Regions from separate parts of the Mus musculus genome. Here all the other regions are linked to region 1. A link is a contact called in public HiCAR-type and promoter capture Hi-C data. All regions are on one chromosome and are shown on one strand. Each heading gives the region's core, a stretch centred on a gene start, on an enhancer-like site or on the middle of the called end of the contact. The rest is flanking DNA. Distances are from core to core; before and after follow the strand shown. Region 1 holds the start of Med7 (mediator complex subunit 7). Region 2 holds the start of Ifi47 (interferon gamma inducible protein 47). Region 3 holds the start of Irgm1 (immunity-related GTPase family M member 1). Region 4 holds the start of Il12b (interleukin 12b).

Region 1 (6,471 bases), core at 1,496-3,995:
AGGAAGGTACAGAAAGTTGCACACCAAAGACTCTGCCTTCCAAAAGGTTTGCCCTTTGTCTACTTTGTGATAGCACCACAATTATGATTCTAACATTCAAGTGTAAAGACAGGTTCTGTAACTCACAGTGGACAATGGCAAGGTCATTTTTACTGCAGAATCACCGTTTAAACTACTTAGTCACTGACTCCCAGGTACCATGACTTCTTCACAATACTGCTCTGGTCCTACGGCCTGCTGTGTCCTGACTCTTAACTGTATTCACCCACGACTGCAGGTTTTTATCAGATAGTTTGTTTAACTGAATCAGACTTAAAAATGCTGAATTGTTATGTTTATTGCAGTGAAGATAACAGAAGTGAGAGCCTTGTTGCCCTAATATCTCTAACTATACACCCAAGTCGAGATATGCAAACTTTGTCTATGAAGGAAATTCTGAGAACACAAAACAGTATCACTTAGAAACCCTACTATTTTTTTGATCTCTTCAAGTCTTTCTCACCTGTTAAAGAGCACTCTTGCTGCCTGCCAGACTTCACGTGATGGTGAAGTAAGATCTGCTCTGCTTGTTTAGAAAAGGATGCTAGCACTAAGGACTCACATATTCTAGGTAATCTGACAAATGTAAAGCATACAAAGTGGAAAAACAAGCAGCAGAGTCCACCACAGGTTTGGCAGAGGACTTTATTTACTGTTATTTTTAAACATTTTTTTAAAAAGACCTAAACTGGGCATGATGGTTCCCGCTGTAGTCATGATGGGTCATGCTGTAGTCCCTGTGACTGAGAAGCTCGATAGCTCTAAGTTCAAGGCCAGTTTGGACTACACAGTGAGGCTGGGCCAGCCGGTGCTAAAGATCCATCTTTAAAAACTAAGTAAATATTTTTAAAATATATAAAAGTGGGAGTAAGATATGGTAGTGGTCTGTGAGGTATTAGAGGAGTGTGGAAGCGGGTATGATCAAAACACATGTGTGTTTGTGTGTGTGTGTATAAAATTCTCAAAGAACAAACATATTCTGAGAACTAAGGAAAAAGGGTCTGTATTTAGGGTGCTTTTATATGGTACATGATATACTATTTTTTCATGTCTGACTCCTTTTGGTAGGCATATGTTGGAACCTACTCTGGAAAAGAACATTTATATGCAAATGTCATATGCCTTATTTATTATTCTTTCCCATAATCAAACTACATATGGTATCTATTAATCTCATGTCGTTCACTTTCCTTTTTACTGTACAGTGGTCTCCAAACCCAAACACTTAAAACTCTCTTTACATCTTGACAAAAATCACCATTGTTGCTGGGCAGTGGTGGCGCACGCCTTTAATCCCAGCACTTGGGAGGCAGAGGCAGGTGAATTTCTGAGTTCGAGGCCAGCCTGGTCTACAGAGTGAGTTCCAGGACAGCCAAGGCTACGCAGAGAAATTCTGTCTCAAAAAAACAAACAAACAAACAACTATAACAAAACACCGTTGTTAAATTTCATATTTCAAATATTTTCCAAGGTTTCTGAAGGAAGCCACATCTTACAGTATAGTAGAGTTAGTATAGTACAGTTTTCTTAACACATTAGCAATTTTTACATCTTTTCTACATAAATTTAAAACCTAAATCCCAACATATATGGTCAAAATAACCTTTGCTTTTTCCAATTTAAGTACATTATACAATGAGAAGATTCTTGAGTGCTTTCTCACACTGATGTACACTGCCAATACCTTAAATCTGAGGGAAGCAACTCCAAATTCTTCAGATTGTCTAACTGTTAGAGCTAATTCAGGGTGTATATACCTAGAACACGAAAGTCTACTTGTAGCCACTTCAAGTCAACACCTGGCCTAAATTTCATCCCCCGAAGGCTTTTGAAGTTGGGGATCTGCGCTTCCCTTAGCCACACCCACACTAAACCCGCAGTTTCCCGAAGGTTTTTAGTAAGTGACAGATCCGCATCCTCACTCCAATCATCAGGACGGTACGACTACTCCCAATTTGACTATAGAGACAAGAAGCCAATTCCCAACGTGCAGAAGGGGGTGAATTGTACAACGGGAATCCGCATTAGTTTTTTCGGGCGCAAGTGCAAACCCCCGTAACTTGGGCATCCCGCGTTAGAGCGGGCCACCTTACAGAAACCGCCCATTACCGGTTCAAACTGAACTTTTCAAAGCCGCTGGAGGTCGTGACTCGCTAACACTAACAAGATCCAGTGTCTCGTGGGTGCTTTTTTTTTTGGGAGGGGGGGGGTCCGCAAGCTCAGACACTTGGCTCACTTTGTCCCCGTGACTGGGTCCCCGCGGAAAGTCTGGTACAGGATGAATCCGGCTCCGACCCAGGCTCTCGCTCCCCTCCCCCAGCCCCCGCGCTCCCAGGCGGCTACTGTCACTTTACCAATGGCGACAGGGCAGGCTAAGACCACGACATTATAAAAGCCCGTGGCGTGGGGACGAGAACTCGGACCTCCCAACCTCCCGTCTGGCTTGTCGTCCGGAGAGAGCGGTACTCGGTGTACCTTCGGCCGGCCGCCTGCCTCAGGCCCCGGGGAGGCTTCGCGGAGGAACCGGGAGGAAGGCTAGCCCGGGCGTCCCAGGCTGTCCCGCGCCGGACTTCGGCGCTCCACGCCGGGAGAGACGCAACCGCGGGGGCGGAGAGACAGACTTAGGCTGCGGTCGCCAACCGCCGCCGCCCGCTCACCTCAGCTCTTTCTTGCTTTTCCGGTAGTGACTTTTCCTCAGCGCAGCGGAAGCACAAGTTCCGGTTGCCTTCTCAGGAAGAAGCCTCTGACGCGGGCCTCTCATTGGCTACCAAGGCTGTCCTATAGCAGGTCCTACTCCCGCCCTAAAGATGTTGCACATGCGCACTTTCGCATCTCCTGCTTCTCTCGGGAAAGATCCGCTGTCTGGTTTCTTGGTCAGGTCAGGAGAATACTTCTTCGTACTTTTTGTTAGTAGAAGAAAGTACTCTCTAGTAATTCCATTCCTTGCAGCCCCCACTTTTATACGAGACTTTTAAAATTAAATACTTGCCTTATGTAAAAGTCAGAAAATACAGATAAGCAATATATTTAAAAATTATACTAATGTAATCATCAAAAATGTTTTTTAAAAGCAAGATTGTACTCTATGATATATTCATATATATGGAGATATTTGTGAACATGATTAAGAATAACATCCTAAACCTTCATTTTCCCCCTTCCATTCACTTTTATTTTCATTTAGGAATTCAAAGATGTCTATAACAATCCTTCCACAAATTGACAAGTGAAAAAAACTTAATATAATTTTTTAAAATGGAGGGAGTGGGTAATTTCACTGTGTAGCCCAGGCTGGCTTCAGATGTCTCTTCCCAGCCTCTGGAAAGCCAGAGGTATAGAAATGAGCCATCAGGACTAGCAAGAAATATTTCCATTTTGGCCTTTCCCTGAGGGAGAGGAGGAGGGGGAGGGAGGAGAGAGAGAAGAGTTGTTAACAGATGATATGGGAGTCGTAAGATGCAGTGTTGCAAACTAAAAGTAAGATAAACAGCTCTGCTTCACAAACAAGAATGTCTCAGTTTCTTCCTTTAAATATGTGGAGCATTGCAGGCATAAAAACAAAAGAAGAGTCTACTCACTACCAACTTCCATAGTTATATGAGCCCCATCATTTTGTCTCTAGTCTGGTATGAACCTCTAAAAGGTAAGGGCTCTTCGTTTTTTCCTATACCCACAGATTTATTATCTTACTGAAAGTGTACTAGGGGTTATTACACTGATAGAATGAATGTGTGTATGCACATGGATATATATGTATATATGACTTATCCGAGTGACTTACAAGATGCAGTTCAAGTAGTCCAGCAATGGCTGTCTCAGCCCTGAAAGGCTGAGAATCCTGTAGTTGCTCAGTCTAAGAGGCTGGATGTCTCAACAGACCCCCACCTGGCATTGGAGACCTGGAAGATTCCTGGAGAGCCACAGGTCTTCAGTCCATGTTGGAATCCCAAAGAAGTTTGGTTCTAATACTGGCAAAGGAATGGCACAGCAGTGGTACAGATGAAGTTGCCAGTGAGTGTTAGAGCAAGCAACCAAAGAGCAGTTTCCTTTCTTCATGTCCTTTTATCTGGGCAGCCACAAGAAAATGCCACTCAGTCTTTCTGCTTCTAAAGATTAGCCATCACCCAAAGATAAGTTCATGGGTGGAGAGCTTGCCTAGAATAATACATATAAGACAACCCCAGTACTACATAAGGGATAGCCATGTCATGTTAGGGACTGGTTAAAAATACAGTTTAATGAATACTTTGTTTTGTCTATTATTGACTGTACTTGCAAGATCTGAATGTTAAAGACCCAAATGTAACCTCAGTGCATGGAGGGTAAAAACAGAAGGATCTGAAATTCAGAAACTCAAGGTCATTCCGGCTACATAGTTTAAAGTCAGCTTAGGCTGTGAGAATTTGGAGGGGTAGCTTTTAAAATCAACTTCCATATCAATATTTGGATTCAGATGGTCTCTGGTTCCAATTAAGAGCTGCCCCTTTCTAACTACCAATGTCTTTTAATTGGTTTGTAATCTTTGCATTGTTTCCCCCATCAATGTTCTTTTTAAACAACTCCATCCATTTTTAACATGCCTGAATCAAGTGTTCCCCTGACTCCACTGTGTTCTGCACCAGAGACTTGCAGTTCTCATTGTACCCAATCTGGCTCAGTACTTGGCATATTTGGTATAGATCACCCCAGGACTTAGAGCTATGAAGCTACTTCTCAGTCAGAAGCCATCCATATGACACAGGTAATACCATTCATTCAGATCCTGGAACCCCCTCACCTCTGTACTTCAGACTCTACTCTGAACTTCAGCTTTATCCAAATGCATTACATCTGTTTGCAAAAGGTGTCCCCTTCTTCCAGTACTCCACTGAATCCACTATACCAACCTCTTGCATTGGATTTATTTTACAGCGTTTCAGATATAAGAAATTTGCTACCACACCCACTACTCTGTTGTCATTCATTCTTACCTCAATTTCTGCAAAGCCTCCCAAATGGTTTCTTTGCTTCACTTTTGTCCCCCCTTAATCTTCTTCCCACACTGTTATGACATAGAAGATTTGACTCTGTTCAAAATTCTCCAAGGCAGTTTCTGTCACATATAAAATAAAATCGAATAACCCTACCATGGACTATAGAAAGCTCTACAAAATGATGGTCCCCCAAACCTTTCAACATATACAAAGCATCCTTCATAGTGTTTGCCTACAACTGAAGTCATCTTGATGTAGCATGTTTACTCTATTGTATTCTCCATCGGATACAAGTTGATGAGGGTAGAAATGCTTCCCATTTCATTCATGGCTGTATTGTCAGCACCTAGAACAATGTCTGAGATGGGCAAGTGTTCAAGAACTGTTTGGTAAGTAAATAGCGAAATGAATATAACTGTCTCCTGTACTGCAAGGGGATATTTCCTAGTCCCTAGCCAATACTTGAAAGCACAGATAGTTCCTAACCCTGTAGATACTAAGTTTTATTATACCCACCTATAATAAGGTTTAATTTATAAATAAGTACTGGAAAATGAGCCACTATAATAACAAAATAGAATAATTATGAAAACATACTGTAATAAAATTTTGTAAGTGTGGTCTCTGTCTATGTATCATATCATTAATTCGAGTAAAGGAAATACTTCATGACCTTTCATTGACATATGCAAATAACCAGATTGAGACCTCTCACACTTTGGGGCCACAATTAAGTAAAAGAAAGATTACTTGAGCACAAACACAGCAATAATGTAACAAAATCTGATAATATATGGTATCTACTAAGAGGCTACAGGACAGCTACATATAATAGCATCTATACTCTGGACAAGGGGGTAATTCACAACTTTGACAAACCAGACTGGATACTCTGTACCATTCTCTTCAAACTGATGAACCCTTTAAAACACGATTTAAAAGTTTATGCATGCAATTTTCCACTTGGTATCTTTGCATCATATTTGGCCATGAGCAATTGAAAGCAACCCCTTAGATAAATGAGAACTAGTATATGGTCATCAGTTTCAAATAGAGCTTTCATGTGACTTTACTAGAGAGACAGCGTCTGCATAGCCATAGCTCTGCAGCGTGACTTTCCTCTCAGGGTTTGCTATCATAATCTCCGGATTGTGAGCATCTCAGTTCATACTTGAGTTTTTGTTTTTGTTTTTGCACTCATTTTTTTTCATCCTGAGATAAAATTCTGGATGTGGCCCAAAGTGCCAGTGTCTTACAGCTAGTGAGTGACATCATTGAGGTAGAATGTCAGCCTCTTGAGTCTCATTTTGGTGGTCTTTTCAGTAAAATACAAAGTAACGGTGCCTAAGAAATCCATACCATGATCGGAGCTGGTGGAAATATGGCTGTAATAAACACTTATTTTTTATGTAATATTTACTGCATTTGCAAAATCTGAATGGAAAATTTAAACCTTAAA
Region 2 (6,471 bases), core at 2,629-5,128, 2.7 Mb before region 1:
CAAAGAAAGTAAAAATTCTCCGACCTACAGTTCTCTAGTTAACTGTATGTTTACTTTTCTATGAAAAGAGTATAAGAATAGATACATGGTTAACTATGTAGACGAATAAGAATTGTGTTGAGTTAGAATAATGTGATGTCTACCTCCTTTCATGTAACCGCAAATGCTGCCTGCCAAAGGAAATTGGCTGTTAAAAAGTATCTGTCTCACTCAAATTCTGTTCATCTGTAATAGAAAAAGCTGAGTGATCAGATGTGGGATTTAGACTTACTTGTTTTTTAAAAAATATGAAACTTGTAATCATTTGTGTAATTAAAATTCATGATTAAGAAGCCATTGTGTTGTGAGTTCCTTGCTTCATCCACCAAATGTGTGTGTGTGTGTGTGTGTGTGTGAGAGAGAGAGAGAGAGAGAGAGAGAGAGAGAGACAGACAGACAGACAGACAGACAGTCAGACAGACAGAGACGAAAGAGAGTCTATTTTATATTAGTCACCAACCCTGGATTACTGATCTCACTGTTGGAGCTGGACTTTGACAAATGAACTTCTCTGCTGTTACTAAGCAACCATCAGCTTTTGGCTAAGTACAGTGCTAAATGCACAAGGTACTTGGGAGGTTGAAACAACTGTGAGTTCAAGGCCAGTCTTGGCTACATCAGCAACATAATGAAACCTTGCCTTTAAAAAATGGCTTTGGCCCAGTATAAGGGAATGCCAGGGCCAGGAAGTGGGAGTGGGTGTGTTGGGGATCAGTGCGGGGGGGAGGTTATAGGGGACTTTGGAGATAGCATTTGAAATGTAAATGAAGAAAATAATCTAATAAAAAATGGCTTTGACTCTTTTTCATGTTTTTAAAAACTCATGGCGTCTCTACCAAAGAAACTGAAGGGTTACTCTCAACAGACCACATTAGGAGACAACAATTTGTGATCAGCATCTTATTGGTGATAAGAAAAGTGCACACTGCACATCATTGATAAGACCAGAATGTATGCTTTCTCTAACTACAAAATATATATGGACTTTTAGATCATTAGAGTTGATAGTCTTATTTCTGGTTGTGTAGATTATTTACAAATGAAACAAAAGAGGGGAATGTATTAAGAAAGTATCTTGCTTATAGGAAATTTTACTGTAAAAGTTCTTAAATGTAACCTATTTTAATGCATACTTAAGTAAAATTTTAAAAACCAAACAACACAATCGTCATTTCTATCATGTGTCAGTGACCAAAGTAAAATCATTTTGTTGGTAATGAAAAGTAAAAATGGGGCCAGGAAGATGGGTCGAAGGGTAAAACCACTTGTCCTACAAGCCTGGTGACCTTTAATCCCTGGGACTCACATAAAAGGCCAAATATGAGGCACATTGGTAATTTCCCCAATCCTCCTTTGAAATAAGAGCCTTAGGAGAGCGCAGCCTGAAGCTTGCAGGTTAGTTACCTAGAGTCTACAACATAGCCATGGAAACCAGACACACCCACCTCTGTAAGGTAGACGGAAAGTCTAACTCTCCAAAACTGTTTTCTGACCTCTGCACATGTACATGTGATCACACACACATGCACACACAAACAGACACTCACGTATGTATGCACACACACACATACATAAATACACTTTTAAAGTAAAAATATAAAAAATGAAAGGGCTTGGAGTGCAGCTTAGTGGTAGAGCCCTTGCATAGTCCAAGGTTTATGATGCCAAAGGTCCAATCTCAGTACAAAGAAGAAAGAGGAGACAGAGGGTAAGGAAGGGGGTGGGGGAGAGAAGCAAGGGGGAAGAAATGCAGGGAGAAAAAACAGGAATGGGAGGAATAATTATTTTACTTCTGATTACTAATTGTGTATGGTGAACATTAGAACAAATAGAGATCTTTCAGCATCTTAAAAGAAACCAGCCACGCTTTCTCTCAAGTATGTTCTGTAAGTGTGAGGATGGAGGTTAACGTGCTGTCTCTTATGGAGCAGGATGGACATCCTTAGACCTCAGCAAATCAGCTTTACTCGTGTGTCCATGATGAAACATTACTTAGATTTTTGTTAATTATGTTTGTGGTCTGAAGTGTTTAACTTTTGAGCTGGATTCCTTAGTAGACCACATTAAGATGGCTTTGCATGTACCAGTCTTAGAAGTAAACACAAGTTAAAACAACTTGACAGAGGAATTCCCCAAGTGGCTTGTTTTCCAAAGTACCCAGAACAAAACCCTAAGTTTCCCTAGGTCTTGTAACTCAGCAAGGATTGTGAATGGAAATAATAGTGCCCGATCACATTCTGTTTAAAAGGTAAATACAGGGCGAGACGGGCTGGGCGGGATTGCTGGAGGGTCGTGGGCGGTGTGCAGGAGACGTATCAGCGGGCAGCAGCTGCAGCCAGACTCCCAGCTGGGCAACCCCCACTCACCACGTAGCCCTCGATGAGGCGTGCAGCTCCCGCCCAGGCACTACAGCACCACCCCCAGCGGCACACACACAACCCAAATCATCTATGACTGGAAATTCCTGATGGAGTGTCAGAACTCACCTGTTGCCAAAACACCCCCAAAGGACCTGCCAGCCATTTCTGGGTCACTAGCCCTACCAGCGGTGAGCCTCCCATGCAAGCCAGCCAGAGCCACCACCTGCACAGCAGCCCGGAAGATAAGCGGGCAGGCGGTGAAGTTTGAGATGGACATTTAAGGGACCATAGGACGCAGTGATGTTTCTGGGGCCCCTTGGGCCCTTGGGAAAAGAGCCACAGCAGTCAGGCCTTGTACCAGGCAGACACTGGGTGTGGATCGGCCACCCAGTCCTGCTCTTCACTCAGGGCACGTGCTCTGCCTTCCATTTTGTGAACACCAGCACATACCACCTTGTGCCTCTGTTGATAACCGAGCTGCTACTGCAGGGGAATGACTCTCACCCATACCCTCCCTGCATCGAGTGCCAGCAAGTGGACACAGAGGAGTCTGTCAGAATGATCCAGCAATTCTAGCCCTAGCCTCCGGTGCACACCCACCTTTCCTTAGGTTGGGGTAACTGAGAAAACCACCCTTTAACTTCTTTTCCTGAGAGGAAATAAAAGCCACATTTACCCTAGGCCCACAGCTGGACCCTATCTAGAAAAAAAAAAAAGTAAATACAGATGAGACTTTTTAAAAAGGGAGGGGAGGGAGGAAGGAAGGAAGGAAGGAAGGAAGGAAGGAAGGAAGGAAGGAAAGAGAGAGAAAGAAAGGAAGGAAGGAAGGAAGGAAGGAAGGAAGGAAGGAAGGAAGGAGAGAAAGAAAGAAAGAAAGAAAGAAAGAAAGAAAGAAAGAAAGAAAGAAAGAAAGAAAGAGAAAAGAAAAGAGAGAAGGGAAGGGAAGGGAAGGGAAGGGAAGGGAAGGGAAGGGAAGGGAAGGGAAGGGAAGGGAAGGGAAGGGAAGGGAAGGGAAGGGAACGAAAGGAAAGGAAAGGAAGGGAAGGAAAGGAAAGGAAAGAAAAGAAAGCAAAGCTGGCAGGGTTATGCCATACTCTCTGGTGGTGAGATCCGGCCACATTACAGTGAGCATGGTACGTTTCCTATGAGAGTCACCCATAAAGACTCTGCTCAGTCCAAACTTACTCAGAACTCTCACAGAACAACTGGCACCAAAAGGCAGTTCCAGACCCATGACTCCTATCTGTGATAGACCGGTGACATGACCTGCTGCCTATCCAAGCCAGCTCTGCCCTCTTCCCACAAAGCCAAAACCTAGGTCACACCAGGTGCAAAGGCTTTTCGCACTCACCAGATCCAAGAAGTAGAAAATACCGGGTCTGTTTCTCACTGCAGCCCACAGCACAGCCACCACCAACGGCACGGGTCTGCCCTCCTTCAGGAAAGTCTGAAGCAATGAGCCCTAGCAGAGAGAAAAAAATGAAAGATATATTTGCAGGAAACAAAAGTGAAACTAAAGCTCTTTCTTTGTTTCCCCTGCAGCATAAACATTTCCAGGAAAAAGAAAAGGACTTTAACTTGGTCAGAGAATGAAAGAAGCCTGGAAGATTCAAGGCCAGGAAGACATTTCCACTTGGCCTGTGAAGGGTCACTCGGCCAAGACATCAGGGGAATGAGTTCTCTGAAGCCAAAGGATTCCTGGGGACAAGGATGAAAGAGATGAGGGGTTTTCCAAAGACGCCAGTGAATGACTGAAACACACTGCCCATCGGGAAGGACTGTGCCATGCGTCTGCCTCCTTGTCCTTCTCAGGAACACTGTGGCTGACTAACCTCATTTCAGCCCCAAGGCACCCATGAACCTGGGGTCTCACAGGATCCAGAGCCACCAAGACAACTCAGGAAAGAGAGTAATGGAGTCTTCCTAGTTTCCTTTCTCATTTTATCTACCTCAGGATTCCCTCATGAGAGCGTAGTCTGGCACAAAGTGAAGACAGGTTTTCCAAAAACATCATTTGATGCAATGAGATAATCCCTCACAGGTTTTGTTGGTTTTAACGTTTATCACCATGGAGGAAAGACATTTGCTGCCATGTTGGGAAAAGAAGCTGTTGCTGACATGTTCTGTCCTTGGTGAAGTCTGTCTCTGAACATGGATGGTTTGGGTTATATTGACAGTGTTTCTGCATAATTTTTTGTTTTGTTTTGTTTTGGTTTGGTTTTTGTTGTTGTTGTTGTTGTTTTGTATTTTTGAGACAGGGTTTCTCTGTATAGCCCTGGCTGTCCTGGAACTTACTTTGTAGACCAGGCTGGCCTCGAACTCAGAAATCTTCCTGCCTCTGCTTCCCGAGTGCTGGGATTAAAGGCATGTACCACCACGCCCGGAGTTTCTGCGTAATTTTAACACATGTAATCAGATATGAAGAACAGATTACATGCTCCTGTTAATTAAAATGGTGTCTTTTTTTTCCAGCTCTGTGTGATTTGAGTTTATTCTCCATTTGAATGGCTGGGTGAGTGCAGAGAGTGGGAGGTTGATACCGTCCATGGTCTATGGGTCCGATTTTTGATTATCTGAAGGCACACAGTGACTCTGTCTCCTTCTGTACACAGACGTTCACATGCTTAGTGGATTCTTGTATGAGAACCAAGTACATCTCTTTCTTGGTTTCTATATGAGAGCCAAAATTTAGTTCTGAACATTGAAATCTTGAGGTATAGTGCCTGGCTTCCAGATAACTGAAGCCGTGACTCAATTATATGGCAATGTGTCACAGATTCACCATGAAGATACTCTGAGGTATGAAAAGGGGAGAAAGGGCACCATCTCTCTTTATCACTATGAGAGCATTCCTCAGCATCATGGGGCTCCCACGGTACAGTGGGACAAGAGAAGGGTGAATGAGCTGGAAGTCTGAATGTCCAGGAGAAACCAGATCTGCTTAATTCAGAGCTAAGACACCTGCAATGTCCCTGAGAAGGACACTATGGGTCTCTCTTTAGTTACAAAGCAAATGGTGAGTGACCACATCATCCTAGGTCAAGGACAAAGCTGTGTGTTCATTCATGTGTACACATGCTGGACCCATACATGCGTGCATTTCTATGAGCTGGTATATGTGTCTATGTGTGTGATAGGTATGTGTTCCTATGTGACAGATGACCCAGTAGACATAGCCAGTCACAGAACTCTGCATTTAAAATGTGTAGATGTGTGACATAGATCCTGCACTTCCTTAGAATAGTGACATACTGTGGTAAATTGTTAATAATCAAACCAGAAAAAAAAAAACAAAAACAGAAACATTGTCAAGCACACAGGAAAGGGGCAGCCAAGAGAAGCAGCGTGCTAGGCATTCTGAACTTGTTTATCTTCCACTCTCCACAGGGGGCCTCTGCAGTGCCATAGAAAGAAAACGGACACAGTTGTGCTGTCAAGTCTCAAGTTATTTACTTTCCTTTTGCTCCTGCTATCAATTTTGAAAGCAGGGTCTTGGGTGTTTCAAGCTTTGTGTGACTCACAGAGGGTGTGTGTGGCACATACAGAAGTGGGTCAAGGTTTCTGAGCGTGAAATCTCTCATGCTAAACATGACTTGATCACTAGTCACCTCCATCAGCCAAGCACTGTTCAGAGACAAGACCCAAGAAAAGTCAGAAATGCTGAAGCCAGCTCTAGTGGGAGTGGTGTATCCTGACTAGTGTTGTTGTGTTACTTGACACAAGCTAGAATCATTTGAAAAGAGGGAACCACAACTCAGCAAATACCTCCATAAGACTGGCTACTAGGCAAGTGTATAATGCATTTTTTCTTTTTTCTTTTTCCTTTTTTTTTTGTTTTTCTTTTGTTGTTGTTTTTGAGATAGTGTGTCTCTACATAGCTCTGACTGTCTTAGAACTCGCTATGTTCACCAGATTGACCTTGAACTCACAGAGATCCCTCTCTGCCTCCTGAGAGCTGGGACTGAAGGCATACCTCACAATGCCTGTCATGCATTTTTAAATTAATGATTAATGTAGGATAGTCCAACTCATGATAGATAATGCCTCCCCTGGGCTAGTGGTCCTGGGTGCT
Region 3 (6,471 bases), core at 2,150-4,649, 2.4 Mb before region 1:
TACAAAGAACCCCAAACTGTTTATTGGTTGACTAAGGCAGACTTGGAGGAAATGTCTTTGCTCTATCTGGGGTGAAGAGATGACTCTCCAGAAAAGACACACGACTGAAGCCTTCTCTATCACCATCTCTATCTACGCAGCTCTAGTAGTGCGAGAGGAAATGGAAAAGGGAACCAGGGTGACACCTAGCGGCTGCTTAGGAAAGAGTTTTTTTTCCACATGTATTCTTTTGTCAAATTTTTTGAGACTTCCATACATGAGTCTCCATTCACACCATTTCCTTACCTGCCTTTCTCCCTCCAATCTCTCCCACATCCTCCACTTCTGCTCAAATTCCTCTTCTTCTTTAATTTGTATTGTTACACACACACACCCTCAAAACCCTGTGAGTCCATTTAGTGCTCCTTGTAGGAGTAAGTGTTTAGGGTTGATCATTTTCACTTGAGACTACATAATAACCCATAATCCATCAGGAGTCTCATCCCTAGAGAAGATTAATGCTCCTTGAGAGAGAAATGTTTTTAATCTGAAATATGTGAGCCAGGGCAGAGTGAGTCCAATATTAGAAAACCAAAATATTACATGAGAAAATATCCCACTTTCTATGCCTTCAGAGAAAGGAGAGGCAATTAGTCTGCATATGCAAAATAATCTGTGAAGATGTGCACACTCATGCACACGCATGCACACACATGCACACACACGTGATTTTTAAAAGAAGATAAAGAAAGACTGCTTCACCTCAATCGAATTATGCCATGAAGTACTGAGAGAAACCACCTCCTCCGAGTGAGGTCAGAGTGCTGAGATACCTCATATATTTTGCAGCAAAGACTTCCCATGTCCAGGATCCAATAGCAGGCCACAGCCTGGAGAGGGCAGCTGCAGAAAGGATAAAATCCTTGCCGAGCCCCAACTGTCAGCTACTTGGTTTCCTTGTACGAGTCAAAGTGCAATTCCAGATACTGAAGAACTGAGGTGTGTCTCTGTGACAGCTGGAGGAGATAAGTCGCCTCTGTGGGTGCTTTGTGAGAGGAGGAGGAGGAGAGGAGCCGTATGAAGCCCTATCTCTGTCCCTGTGGGAGCAGGAGACCAGGAAAGCCCTTTCAGTCAGAGTCCTCTGTGCTGCAGCCGACAAGCCTTTCCTGTGTGAGTTGGAGTCACAGATAGGAACAAGGCCCATGAGAAGCCAAGTGCTGCGCTTGAAGCTAAGACACCTACACTACCCCTGACAGAAATACTGGGGCTCTTTTTTTCAGTCACAAAGAAAGTAGCAGATGATTTCATTATCCTAGCACAGTAGTGAGTACAAGACTCTGTAGGCTCGGTGACCTCAAGTGTGTGTGTGTGTGTGTGTGTGTGTGTGTGTGTGTGTAGATTTATGAGTGTCTGTATGTACATGTATATGCCTTATTATGCAGGATAGGTGTGAGATCGTGATTGACAGGTCACCAGCTATGTCCAAGACCTTGGTTCCCAAGAGTGAATCTCCATGAATCTTTCTGTAAGGAGTAACTAACATGGTGTGGCGATTAATGAACTGTACCAGGGTCTCCCTGCTGAACAACAGGGTGAAAAGGCAAGTCCCCACACTTCGGTGTCAGAGAAAAGTAAACAGAGAAATGCCTATACTGTGCTTTTGTAACTGTTGACTCTTCCTTTCCTTTCTACAGTGAATGAATGATTAACCAGAGTAAGAACCTGGTACTAAGACAGGATCTTGATTAACTCAGCCTTTGCTCGTCTTGATAGTTCATGCTTTTAGCTCCAGCACTCAGGAAGCAGATGCAGGTAAACTCCGTAAGTTCAAGGCCAGCCTGGTCTACACAGAGAGTAGGTTAGGGAAGCCAAAGATTCTCGGCCAGTGACATTTTTAAGGACAGACCGCCTGTGTTCTGATTATTGACTGTGTACACACAGCATCCTGCCCTGAGGAATCTTTACCTGACACCCAGTTATAACAAACCCTGCTGTGCCCAGCCTCAGTTCCTCCGCAGGAGCAAGAGCCTGAGAGAACTAACTCTGAGCTCAAGGGAGACCCTGGCCCTGGGGAAACACAAAGTGCTGAGTTGAAATGCTGGCTCACTGAGACAGAAGGTTCCAGAAACTCTCTTCCTGGCCTTCCTGTACTGTGCTCAGACCTGTTCCTGTTTGTTCTTATAGAAATCACATAAAGAAAGCAGGACATACAGATTGTCCAGTCTCTCAAAGACAGACATTGAAACTAGCCTGCTTTCTCCTCAGGCTTTGAGGAGAAGCTGAGGGCTTAGAGGAATCAAACAAGGACAGATCCTGGCTATCACTCAAGGCCTCCAGTTCATTAAACAACAGCTCACACTTGTTCCTCTTCTCAGCAACTCAGTCTTTTCCGGTAAGGAGAAAGAGAAAGCCACCAGCGCCGGTAGAGGATCACATTACTGGTCACTTGGAGGGGTGACAAAGGGCTCCTTGTGACCAGAGGATCACATTGCCCAAACCTCTGGGCAATACTGAGCCTGTAATGGGCAGAAGTAGAGTTTGGAACACTGGTTAGTGCCTGTGTGAGGAGCCGCCTCATTCCTCCTGGCCCAATCTGTCTCCCTCTCGCAGTGACTATGGAACAGGCTCAGCTCTGCCCCTCTTTGCTGTGCAGTAAGAACTCACCGGTAGGTACAGAAGAGCAGCAGAGAGAATAACAGCCGCCCGACACTCTGAAAGCTACTTGGCTCCTCTTCGCTGCCCCCTCTGTCACTGTGACCGTGGCCGGTTGCTTTAAAAAAAAAAAATTCTGTTTTTCTTCATGAAAACGTTACACAGGGGTCAGTGCTTCTATGCCATGGTCAAAGCGTCCAGCCCCTGCGTTTACTCTCTAATAATCTACCTCCTAGATCTGAGGAAAATGAAGTATGTCCCCTCTCAGCTCATACCCTCTTCCCTCTCAAACACTAACGAGGACAAGAACCCGATTCTCGACTCCCTGGTGCTCTGACATTCTCCTTTATATAGAGAGGTGTGATTAATCAAGTGAGCCGGCAAACGGGGTAAACGATCATACAGAACAAGGTCTCAGTGCAGCCTCCAAGCTCGGGGTGGCCTGAGGTTGCTGGGTCTGGAGGTTAGCATTGCCCAGGGCCAGCATCTCCACAGGTGGTATCCACGGAAAGAAGTAGCAGGTTCAGACACTGGAAGGTCTGACGCGGGGCTGGCTGTTAAAGTCCCTAAACAGACACAACTCCAACCCCAACGCCCCCACCCTCCACTTCCACCACCACCTCCAATCCCTCATCCCGACCCCTGTTGACGGTGAGTCAGCACAGCAGGGTTCTGCTCCTCTTTGAAGACTACTATGCAGCCCGCCCAGCCTAATCCTGAAAACTAGCCTGTTTCAAGAAATAGAAACCGAAACTGATTCTCAATTCGAGTCCGTCCCCCCCCCGCTCCCCCGCTGGGCCCAGGCAGGCATATCTCCGGTCTAGAAAGTGCAGGACAAAAAGCAAGGTCTGCTCGAAGACCAGAAGCTGAAAGAAAATCCACGCGATCAGACCTCCTCTTGGTTCGTCTCCTCTCAGAAGGACTCCAGACCTCTGCATCTCATCTCTCAACATCCGGGTCTATATTCCAGTTTTGGATCTCTACATAGGGAACTTCTGCCGGAGGACAGCAACGTTTTTGTCCTAGGAAGAAAGGGGTGACGTTCCAGGAAGGCCACTAACATCGAATCACACATAATAACTCCTCTGGATCAGGTAAGTAAAAGTCTCTTAAATGTAGCTTGGCCACCCCCAATCTAATATGAATCCCCCAATATAATATGAACGGTAAAACCGTGAAAACAGGTCATGTGACCTTGGGGTCTGGTTTCTTTTGCTCAGGCAGTGTCCACAGCAGAGCCTCACTTTGACTGTCTAGTACCACACAGCCCTGCTGTATCTTTGCTGTTCAGATATATCTAAACCACCAGCCTGGAGGCAAATGCGTACCTCACCTTATTTCTGGCCTTGTGGTTCTTCTAATGCTGGCTAAATTTGAAGGAGGGCAGAGCGTGCCAACCCATATTCTCTTGGAATTTAAGATAGCGTCTCTTCATAGCTCCACAAAATAAACGCCCAGGATTAGAATGGACCACAGGCAATATCTAGGATACATGAAAAAAATAGGGGGGGGGGGAGGTTTGTTTCTTATCTGGACTACCCATGGAATAGGAATCTCAGAGTAGGTTTTGAGTATAAGGTATCATAGTGACCTTTTTGTCTGACTCCATTAAAATGTTTTATTTGCATTGGAGAAAGTGTCTCTGTTTAAGGAACCACCTCCTTCACTAGTCTGTAAGTTTATAGTTAATGAGATGGGAGCTTTTCAAATACCATCTTCCCAGAGCATGTGGGTTCAGTACTGTCCCCATTCACCGTGAGCAAGTTTATCACACTTTCCAAAGATAAATAAATATCAGAGGGAATTGTGTGGTCCCTGCTACCTTTCATGCAGCTATGGGCAAGTGTGTGCGAGCATGCTCTCCGTTCTGTGTCGGTTGCGAGACTCGAAAGACATTTCCTCACGGGTCTCATCCTCTTTCCCAGATTGACAGCCACAAGGATCTATATTCTTCTTTGGGGATCTTCGCCCCTGTGCAGAGAGGTGAAATAGGAGTATAATCTGGTCATGATCCTCAAAAAAGGAAGTGGAGGGTCACTTGAATCCCAGAAAGAATTCTAAGGGCTCTTTGTAAATACTGGGTTGGAGTTCTGAGGCACGGTATCCCAAGGCTGTCCACACCAACATTCCTGTGTGGCTCCTGGAGGATCCTGCAGCTTCATACAGTTATCCATGCCCTTTCCCAGTCTGCTTGTAATGTATGGACTTCAGCAGCCCTCCTGAGAGTTACTGGCTCCTGCGTGCAGCTGTGACCTGCACCATCCCGGGTGTGCAGGCAGGTCCAGGGTCCAGCACCGGGTGCTCTCGGGTGTGCAGGCAGGTGGGAAGTCTCCATCTACAGTCACAGTTACATAAATAGTTCTGAGAAAGCATGGTTTGCTCTCATCTTCTACTCTGGTGAGTGGAACTCAGTTAAGTAAAACCAATACAGAACTAGACCCTGGCTAATGATAGGTGAGATGGAGGGGAGAGAATTGCCTTGAGGACAAGACACTACTGAATGTCACACAGCTTCTTGTCTGTGTACCCCGTCTCTGCACCCCATTACAGAATGTTTTCAACCCCTGAAGTTTGTCCAGCTTCATCCCCCTGGCTTCCAGCCAGCTTTGTCTCAGACTTTATCACCAGCCCACTCTGGTGCCTATACACCCAGCTCAGGGCCCCTTGACACTGAAGCAGGAAGTACAGCCCTGGATATTCCGTAGCTTGGCCAGTCTGACATGAGAACTGCTGGAGGGGGACCCTGAATGGCTTCTATAGTCAAAGGCTGGACAGGCTGGCAGCCCCTATGCAGATGTGATATGTGACGGCAACCTTTCCCATGTCCTCCCTCTCACTGAATTCTGGACATCTTTGTAGTTATTTGATAAAGCACCTTGGTCTGTTGATGAGTTTAACCCTAAACCAAGTTCTATAGAGTTGGAGAAGCTGGGGAGAGCTCCTTTATCAGTGTAGTTCAGTTATGTGGTGCTTATAAGAGAGGGCAGAAAAATTGGTCTCCAACATTATGAAATGTGTGTCCATATAAAGGGTAAGTGACAATTGGTGGCAGTGAGTAGATCAAGGTTTCCAAACAAAACCCCTCAGCATGCATCAAATCCTCTGTTTAGTAGGACTGTCTTCATCGTAAAGACAGAAACGTGGAGTCATATTGCAGGGATCAGCCTTTGGATTTCTTACATACTCTGTGTATAGTTCAGGACTTAGACACAGTATACACAGGTTCTTAGACACAGTGTTATAGCCCTGTAATCTCAGCACTAGGGAAACCAAGATAGGACGATCATAAGTTTCAGGTCAGCCTGGGCTACAAAGGAAGACCCTGGGGGAAAAAAAAAGACTATTTTTTCATATGTCCCTGTTTCTTTGCCCACAATCAACAATAATGAATACCACTTATCTAATAGGGTTTGAGGAGTATTAAGTGAGATAAGGCATTCGAAGGAACCAACTCAGATTCACAGACAGAGGACCTGTGTGCTTAAAGTCTAAGAGTGGAGGAAGAACCTGAGGAGCGGCTTCCTCAGAGACCCTAATAAAACCAGAGAGCCTCACCAGGGAGCTGAAAGGTCCACAGACAGCGTCACTCGGATCTTATCATGAAACCATCACACAGTTCCTGCGAGGTGGGTAGCATGACTTTCAGGTGCTTGAGGCAGAAAACTGGAGCTCCAAGAATGGGTCTGTATTACAAAGAGCTGAGCTCCCCAAACATGGACCGGTCTCCTGACCACTGTCTTCTGTAGAGGATGAATACAAGTCCCAAGACTGGAGAGCAAGGCTATGGGGAGCAGATGGATTGTATTCAGGTGCTGTTGCAGAAAAGGTATAAGTGAAAGG
Region 4 (6,471 bases), core at 1,027-3,526, 2.0 Mb after region 1:
TGTTTGGTGTTGGTTTAGTTCCTCTGAGCCCGACTGCCTTCATATAAAAAGACATAAGGCTTATGTGATCTTCAAGAGCTATTGGGCATGCAGTGAGATGACATTGTATAATACCTTGCACTAGTAAAAAGCTAAGGAAAAAAATTGAAATTCTTTCTGTTTTGTGCACACTGGGTTGAAAAATAAAAATCTGCCAGGCTGTAGAGAGAAATGCCCAGAGAAGGTGATGCAATTATACACGGCTGTGAAACCCAGATGGTAGGACTCTGGGCAGGGAAAAAAGGCAGAGATTCCTGGCATCTCCTGGTGATCTCTTCATATGCTCTCAACACAGGGATTTCCCCTTTGGCTACATGCCAAGCATTTCCTCTGTCAGCCTCAGATGCACTTGAGCATCACACGTGAACCATATTTCAGGCTGAAGGGAGCCCTGGCAATGGTCCAAGGAACAATCTTCATTTCGGCATCACCTACATCTTAGATCATAGAAGACCAGCAGAGGGTGGAGATGATGGCAGGTCGCCTCTTAATCAAATCTGCACAAGCAAAAAAGTGTGCAGTATGTAGCCAGGCTTTGGCTTTCAGGCTGATTGGCAGATGCTGGGCTTTGTTTCCCTCTCACTCCACAATTCTTCCATATGCTATGTTTTAACAATTCTTTTTTGTTTGTTTGTTTGTTTGTTTGTTTTCATTAGTTTTCTTAAGTCCTGAAAGTCTTGTGCAAAGAGCACAGGAACCCTGGGCTGGATACTCTAGCTCCCTAGAGCATGCAAATGCTTCCAAACATTGCTGCCAGCGGGTGCCTGAGTGGACATCCCTTTTGCAAGTTTCATTCTGTTATTCTTTAATTTAAAAGAGAAATGATATGTAAAAATAAAAATGCCCAGAAACAACAATGCACAGTACAGATGGCGTGGCTGTCAGGGATGGCAAGGAGGGCACGGGCAAAGGGCCTTGGTTCTACAGCCAAACAGACCTCAGTCTGCCACTTGTTAGTTATGTGACCTTGACAAGTTGTGTTGACTTTGTCAAGCCTGTACTCCTAGATTAAAAATAACTCTGTCAGGTTAGGAGTTCATGAAATGATCCACAGAAAGTGCCAGCTTGAGCCCCAAATGAAAACAGGACCCCAAATAGCTACTCTTCCCCTTCAGCATCGCTGAAATGACAATCATTTGATTACGTCTTTAATGTCTGTCCCCCCTTTCCCATACCGAGGTGTGTGACAGAGGTCATATCTGTCTAGTCTTATATCCAGAATCTAGCCTAGAGAGAGTCCATGGATTGTTGGTGCAATAATCACAGTATTTCAGATCTCAGCAAAATGAATTCTTGGGGGTGACCTAACTTCATCTTGAAATGCCTTGCTTGAACAAACGGAGCCCCCAGCTGAGGCTCAGTGATCCCTGGGTGAAAGCAAGATGTCACCCTGCCCCATCACCCTGCCCCATCTGGTGCTCATGATTTCACCTGGGCAAGCAGAGGAAGCCAACCCATGAAGATTAGCCTTCCCTTTCTCACAGATTTTAGAACCCTTTAGGAAATAGTTTGGAACATGCCTTGGGCTTTCCAGTTTTGAAGAGGTGGCAAAGTTAGTTAAAATCCAAAGGAACCCCCAAACCCAGCTCTCCACTTTGATTATCATAGCTGATTCTAAAGGCCATCACAGGTAGGACATTCAGTGATGAGCTTAGGCTTGAAGGGGTACATGAAAGGCTTTTTTTTTTTTTAAGTTTCACTCTTAAGGCAAGAACAGAATTTTAACAACACTCCTTAACACATATGCATTAATACTTAAGAAAATGCACATAGTATATGTGTCTATATAGACAAAGCAAACCTTTCTATCAAATACACATCTGTCCACAATGCTTGGCACATATTATTAGTAGCTCAATTTTTTGAGACTCTCTCAAACTCATTACACAGCTGAATCTGGCCTTAAACTCCTGTGCATTCTGTTTCCTGCCTCCCAGATTTGGAGATTACAGGTGTGCGCCATCACATCTGTAATTAGCTGACTTTTTAAATGACTATTTGAAGCCCCTGTCGTCAAAGCCCCTGGTTTCCACCAGCGGGGAAAGCCATCCGAGATGCTCCCAGAATCCACTTACCCCACTCCCACGCTGCCTGGTTCAGGGGTAGCCTGTCCCCTGGAGTCTGAATCTGGACAGCCTCTAGATGCAGGGAGTTAGCGACAGGGAAGAGGAGAGAACTTACCTTGCTTTGCTGCGAGCTGCCTGGTCTGATGTGCCTGGACACCCACTGTTCCTTCTGCTGCCTTGGCTGCTCCTGGTGCTTATATACTCTACTCCTACAGAACTTTCTGATGGAAACCCAAAGTAGAAACTGACTAGTCTCAATTGCAACACTGAAAACTAGTGTCAAAACATTCTGGGGGAATTTTAAGAAGTTCCTCCCTCCCCCCCTTGCCTCCCTGAGTGCATCTATCATACAGAGGGAATATAGACGTCGAAATCCCAGGTTAAGAGGAAATGACTTCGGGGTGTGGAAAAAGGAAGGAGGCAGAGATACTAATTTCTGTTTACATCATGCCTAAGGTGAATAGAGGCGGCAATGGCTAACCTCTCCCGATTCCACAGACTGCAGAAAAAGGAAGGACTTGCCCCAAACCGAGTTCATGGTTCATGCCACAATCAAATAAGTAGGTGTTACAGGCCCAAAGAATAAAGGGCCTAGTGTATCTGGGCCACCTTTCCCCATGTTTTCTTGTTAGCATCTAAATTCAGAAGGTATTACCTCCTGTTTGGCTCCACGTACCCCCTACCTCATACCTATGTTGTCTGTATCCAGGGACAGCTCTGGGGAGGTGAATAACTAATAAAAGTCATAGTGTTTTGAGGGCGTCTCTTATGCTTATAGGTCCTTACTCATGGATTGATAGCAGCATGAACTGAGCTAGACATAGGCAAGCGTACAGATGATTCAAAGGTCACTCTTTTGGGTACCCATACTATATTCTCACTTCAGTAATAACGTGTCTGTGGTCCTATAAACCCTTTGTAGTTTCTCTTCTTGAGGAGTTTAAAATTGCAAAGAGGTGTGCAATCCTGTAAGTTGATGTTACCTCCCTTCCTCATCCGTGCTCAGAAATATTAGCTCTTCTTGCACATCCAGTTCGCATACAGATGAGAGCCACTCTCAGAGCCGCCGATAGAGGGCGCGAAGCGAGGACATCCTCGCGGTTGGGACGCAAGGGACACAACCCGCCGCTTCTCCATTCCTGTCCCTGGCCTGGGTTCCCGCCTCCTGGGAAGTTCCTAGGGCTGAGGTTGGACCCTGTCAGGTTTCGGGCGGTGTAGATTTCCGGCCTAACTTTCTTCCAAGTGTCAGTCTGCCTGGGGCGCGGGGAGGGGGAGAGAACTGCGGAGCTTCCCAGCCACACACTTCCTCACTCCAGCAGCCCAGCTGCAATCCCTCTTTGGTCCTGATCGGCTTCAAACTGAGGGTGGAGACATCAGTCACAGCAAGCTAGCTAGTGGCATCCCTGTACTCCTAGGCTTCGAGTGAAACTGGTTTTGCATACAAGATCATTCTTAAGTGAACAAAGTAGGTTTCGTTGCATAGTGAAATAGCAGTAAAAAATAATGTGCTAGTTTTAGGGGATCTCTGAGGACAGCCATAATCTCTGTGACTAAGATTGCTGGTCACACTGACCCTACATGCAAAGCTCATGGTTACCTCTGCCCATCTCTCCCAAGGACAGATCGGGAGTTCGTTAGAGCACCATCTTTGGCCTCTCGAGGAACTGGATCTTGACAAGGTACATAACTCCTCTTAGCCTCACTGCTGCAGTGCAGGGTTGTAAATGTCCCCTGAGCTGAGACAAGCTGTGACAACATACATGCAAAGCTCATGCAAATGTCCCCTGAGCTTAGACAAGCTATCATTATGAGCCACAAGAAAGCGATTTCATGAGGAAAACCGAACAAAGCAATATGGGGCCGAAGAATAGCTCCATGGGCTTATTTGGAGCTGGAGGGAAGGCTAGGGGGGGGGGAGGGGGCTTGAGGTAGCTCTTGGGGCTAGGTCAAAAACAGTTAGAGGAATACAAGACACAAGGGAATGATGTGCAGAATAACAGTGTGGCTCATAATCAGGCTGAAGCTACTTGGCTGTGATTGAACCCCTCCCCCCCAACACACACACGTACGTACAGATGTATGTATGTAATACCAAAAGGCCCCTTCCCTTATCAAAAGATGGCTATAAGCCTTTAGTATACTTTTCTAATACAATATAAATCATGTGTGCTTTAAAACATTAGTTTTCAGACAATGCAAAGCAAAACATGCATCCTTGCTATTGTCAAAAACTCCAAAGCAAAATACACCTTGAATAAGAAGCTGAAGCTTTGACATAGAGACTCCTGGCAGTAGACATTACCTGTGCTTTGATGTGTGTTCCTCTGAGCCGCCTGTGCCCCCTGTATATATTTGGTTGTTTAAGTAGGATCTTGTTATATGATGATTCTGAAAATTCCTTTTATGTAGTGGTTGGGAAATGAACAGGCCTGGATTATATCACGACCCAAGTTTCAAAAGCAGCCACAAGAGTTTCTATGAACACACATTTTCCACATGTTAGTCGATAGCTTTACCACTCAGTTATCTCTGCAGCCCTTCAGCAGCCTTTAGTGAGTACATCCATGGCTTTGGTCTCTTGCTGGACCTAACAGAATTGACTCCACATCTGGATCAGTTAGAGACTTGGCTTAGTCTGCCAACTAGCTTCTCTCTCCAGATGACTCCATATTTCCAGATAACAGATAATCCAGGATGACATTCAGTGTGTGTGTATGTGTGTGTGTGTGTGTGTCTGTGTTTCAGAGAGAAATGAAGAAAGGGAGAGAGGGAGGGAGGGAAGGAGTAAAGGAAGGAGTGAGAGAGAAAAGAGAGGAGACAGCTTTTATCATGTGCATCTCTCCTAAGAGCAAAGTTGTCTTAGAAGCTCCCAGAACTTTTTCTTCCAGTCCCCTGGACAACTGTAATCTAGTCTTCCCGAGGAGAATATACTTACAGTGACTGAAAGCTGAGCTGGGCACAGAGCCCTGATCACAGAGGAGTGGATAGACCAACTAGGAGGCCATAAATCATAGGTATTGGCCAGGTAAGTCTGGTGGTTTGTGCTGACATAGAAGGAAGAAATCAGGTAATCAGACAATGAGAAATAAATCTTCCTTCTTAGTCCATCATTTACAAAAGATGTGTCTGCCCGCAGGCTATGGTTGTTGCTCCTGCCTGCTTCCTTACAGAAGCTCAGACCGGGAAAACACCCCAAGTGCATGTGTCAGTCAGCGTGTGACTAGATGATTTTCGGGGTTTGTTTGTTTGTTTATGTATTTATTTTCAATGGCTTGGCTTCCTATTTTCTCCAAAATGTCTACAACTAACATGTATCATTCTTAAAAAATATTTGGTTTCTTCTTTTCTTTTCTTTTCTTTTTTTTTTTTTTTTTTTTGAGACAGGGTTTCTCTGTATAGCCCTGGCTGTCCTGGAACTCACTTTGTAGATCAGGCTGGCATCGAACTCAGAAATCTGCCTGCCTCTGCCTCCCAAGGGCTGGGATTAAAGGCGTATGCCACCATGCCCAGCTTTGGTTTCTTTTTATATATGTTCATATGCTGTGTACATCCATGTGTGTGACTGAGGACATGTACGGTTGCCAGGATTGATGTGGGATGGCTTCCTTGATTGCTCTTCATCTTAGTGGGTTTTTTTTAAATTTAAATCATATAGTTTTAGTGTGTTTGTGTGTGCGCACATGTGTGCACGTGCGTATATGTATGTGTTTATGCACACTTATGTGAACAGCATGTAGCAGTTGGTTCTCTCCTACTGTGTGGCTCCCAGGGACTGAACTTAAGTTGTTAGACTTGGAGGTAGGCACATTTATTTACTGAGGCGTCTCATTAGTTCACCATCCTAGTTTTATAACCTGGAGCTGATGGATTTGAACTGTCAGGCCATTGGACCTCGGGACCCTCCCATCTGCCCCTCCCCAATACCACAATTACTGGCACATTTTGTTGTGTCAACCTCTTACCCCTTTTACCCACTGAAGCATCTCCCCAGTCCCATATCTCTTGTTTCTCATTTAAAAACATGTCTGAAAGAGTCACATAGAAATGGCAGTGATTAGGAATTTAGATTTCAGAGGCAGATTTAGGATCAGATCATGATTCTCCTTCAAATGTAATCGAGCGCACTCCTGTGTAGAACATTTCTGGCCATACAAGTCATCAAATTGTTACTGAGATGTACAGTGTGGGTGGAGAAGCCCGTGTTGTCTGACATGAGTTCACTCAGGTTTTCACGTGTCCTTCCCTATGCCTGCTCCTTCAATGCTTTGACTGATAGGTAGAATTAGCTTCATTCTTAAAGGGACCAAGATGTCTTCAACATCTCCTGACAGTGACTCTGAGGATATTTCTGTCCTGTCATACTTCC

What was found. HiCAR-type assays count read pairs that join an accessible place to other places. Capture Hi-C pulls out chosen DNA fragments and counts their contacts.
Region 2: a contact with region 1 is called in a promoter capture Hi-C map of liver, with 2.4 times the contacts expected there. The contact joins the promoter of Ifi47 here to the promoter of Med7 in region 1. A contact is called at or near these places in 1 of 115 datasets of contacts at active chromatin or transcription factors (astrocytes) and 1 of 9 other capture datasets (liver).
Region 3: a promoter capture Hi-C map of adipose tissue shows a contact between it and region 1, with 3 times the contacts expected there. The contact joins the promoter of Irgm1 here to the promoter of Med7 in region 1. A contact is called at or near these places in 1 of 39 promoter capture datasets (cranial neural crest), 1 of 484 Hi-C or Micro-C datasets (B cells), 3 of 115 datasets of contacts at active chromatin or transcription factors (astrocytes, fetal liver and large pre-B cells) and 1 of 9 other capture datasets (adipose tissue).
Region 4: a HiCAR-type map of astrocytes shows a contact between it and region 1, with 2.4 times the contacts expected there. The contact joins the promoter of Il12b here to the promoter of Med7 in region 1.

The regions. Positions count from the first base shown.
Region 1 is chr11:46,433,235-46,439,705 of GRCm38.p6, reverse strand. Med7 (mediator complex subunit 7) reads right to left here and starts at 2,745. Exons shown (of 3, transcript NM_025426.3): 1 at 2,515-2,745.
Region 2 is chr11:49,084,424-49,090,894 of GRCm38.p6, reverse strand. It overlaps Ifi47 (interferon gamma inducible protein 47), which reads right to left and starts at 3,878. Exons shown (of 2, transcript NM_008330.2): 1 at 3,751-3,878. It also overlaps the pseudogene Gm12188.
Region 3 is chr11:48,868,348-48,874,818 of GRCm38.p6, reverse strand. It overlaps Irgm1 (immunity-related GTPase family M member 1), which reads left to right and starts at 3,399. Exons shown (of 3, transcript NM_008326.2): 1 at 3,399-3,725; 2 at 6,039-6,257. The coding sequence starts at 6,231.
Region 4 is chr11:44,395,868-44,402,338 of GRCm38.p6, reverse strand. It overlaps Il12b (interleukin 12b), which reads right to left and starts at 2,276. Exons shown (of 8, transcript NM_001303244.1): 1 at 2,221-2,276.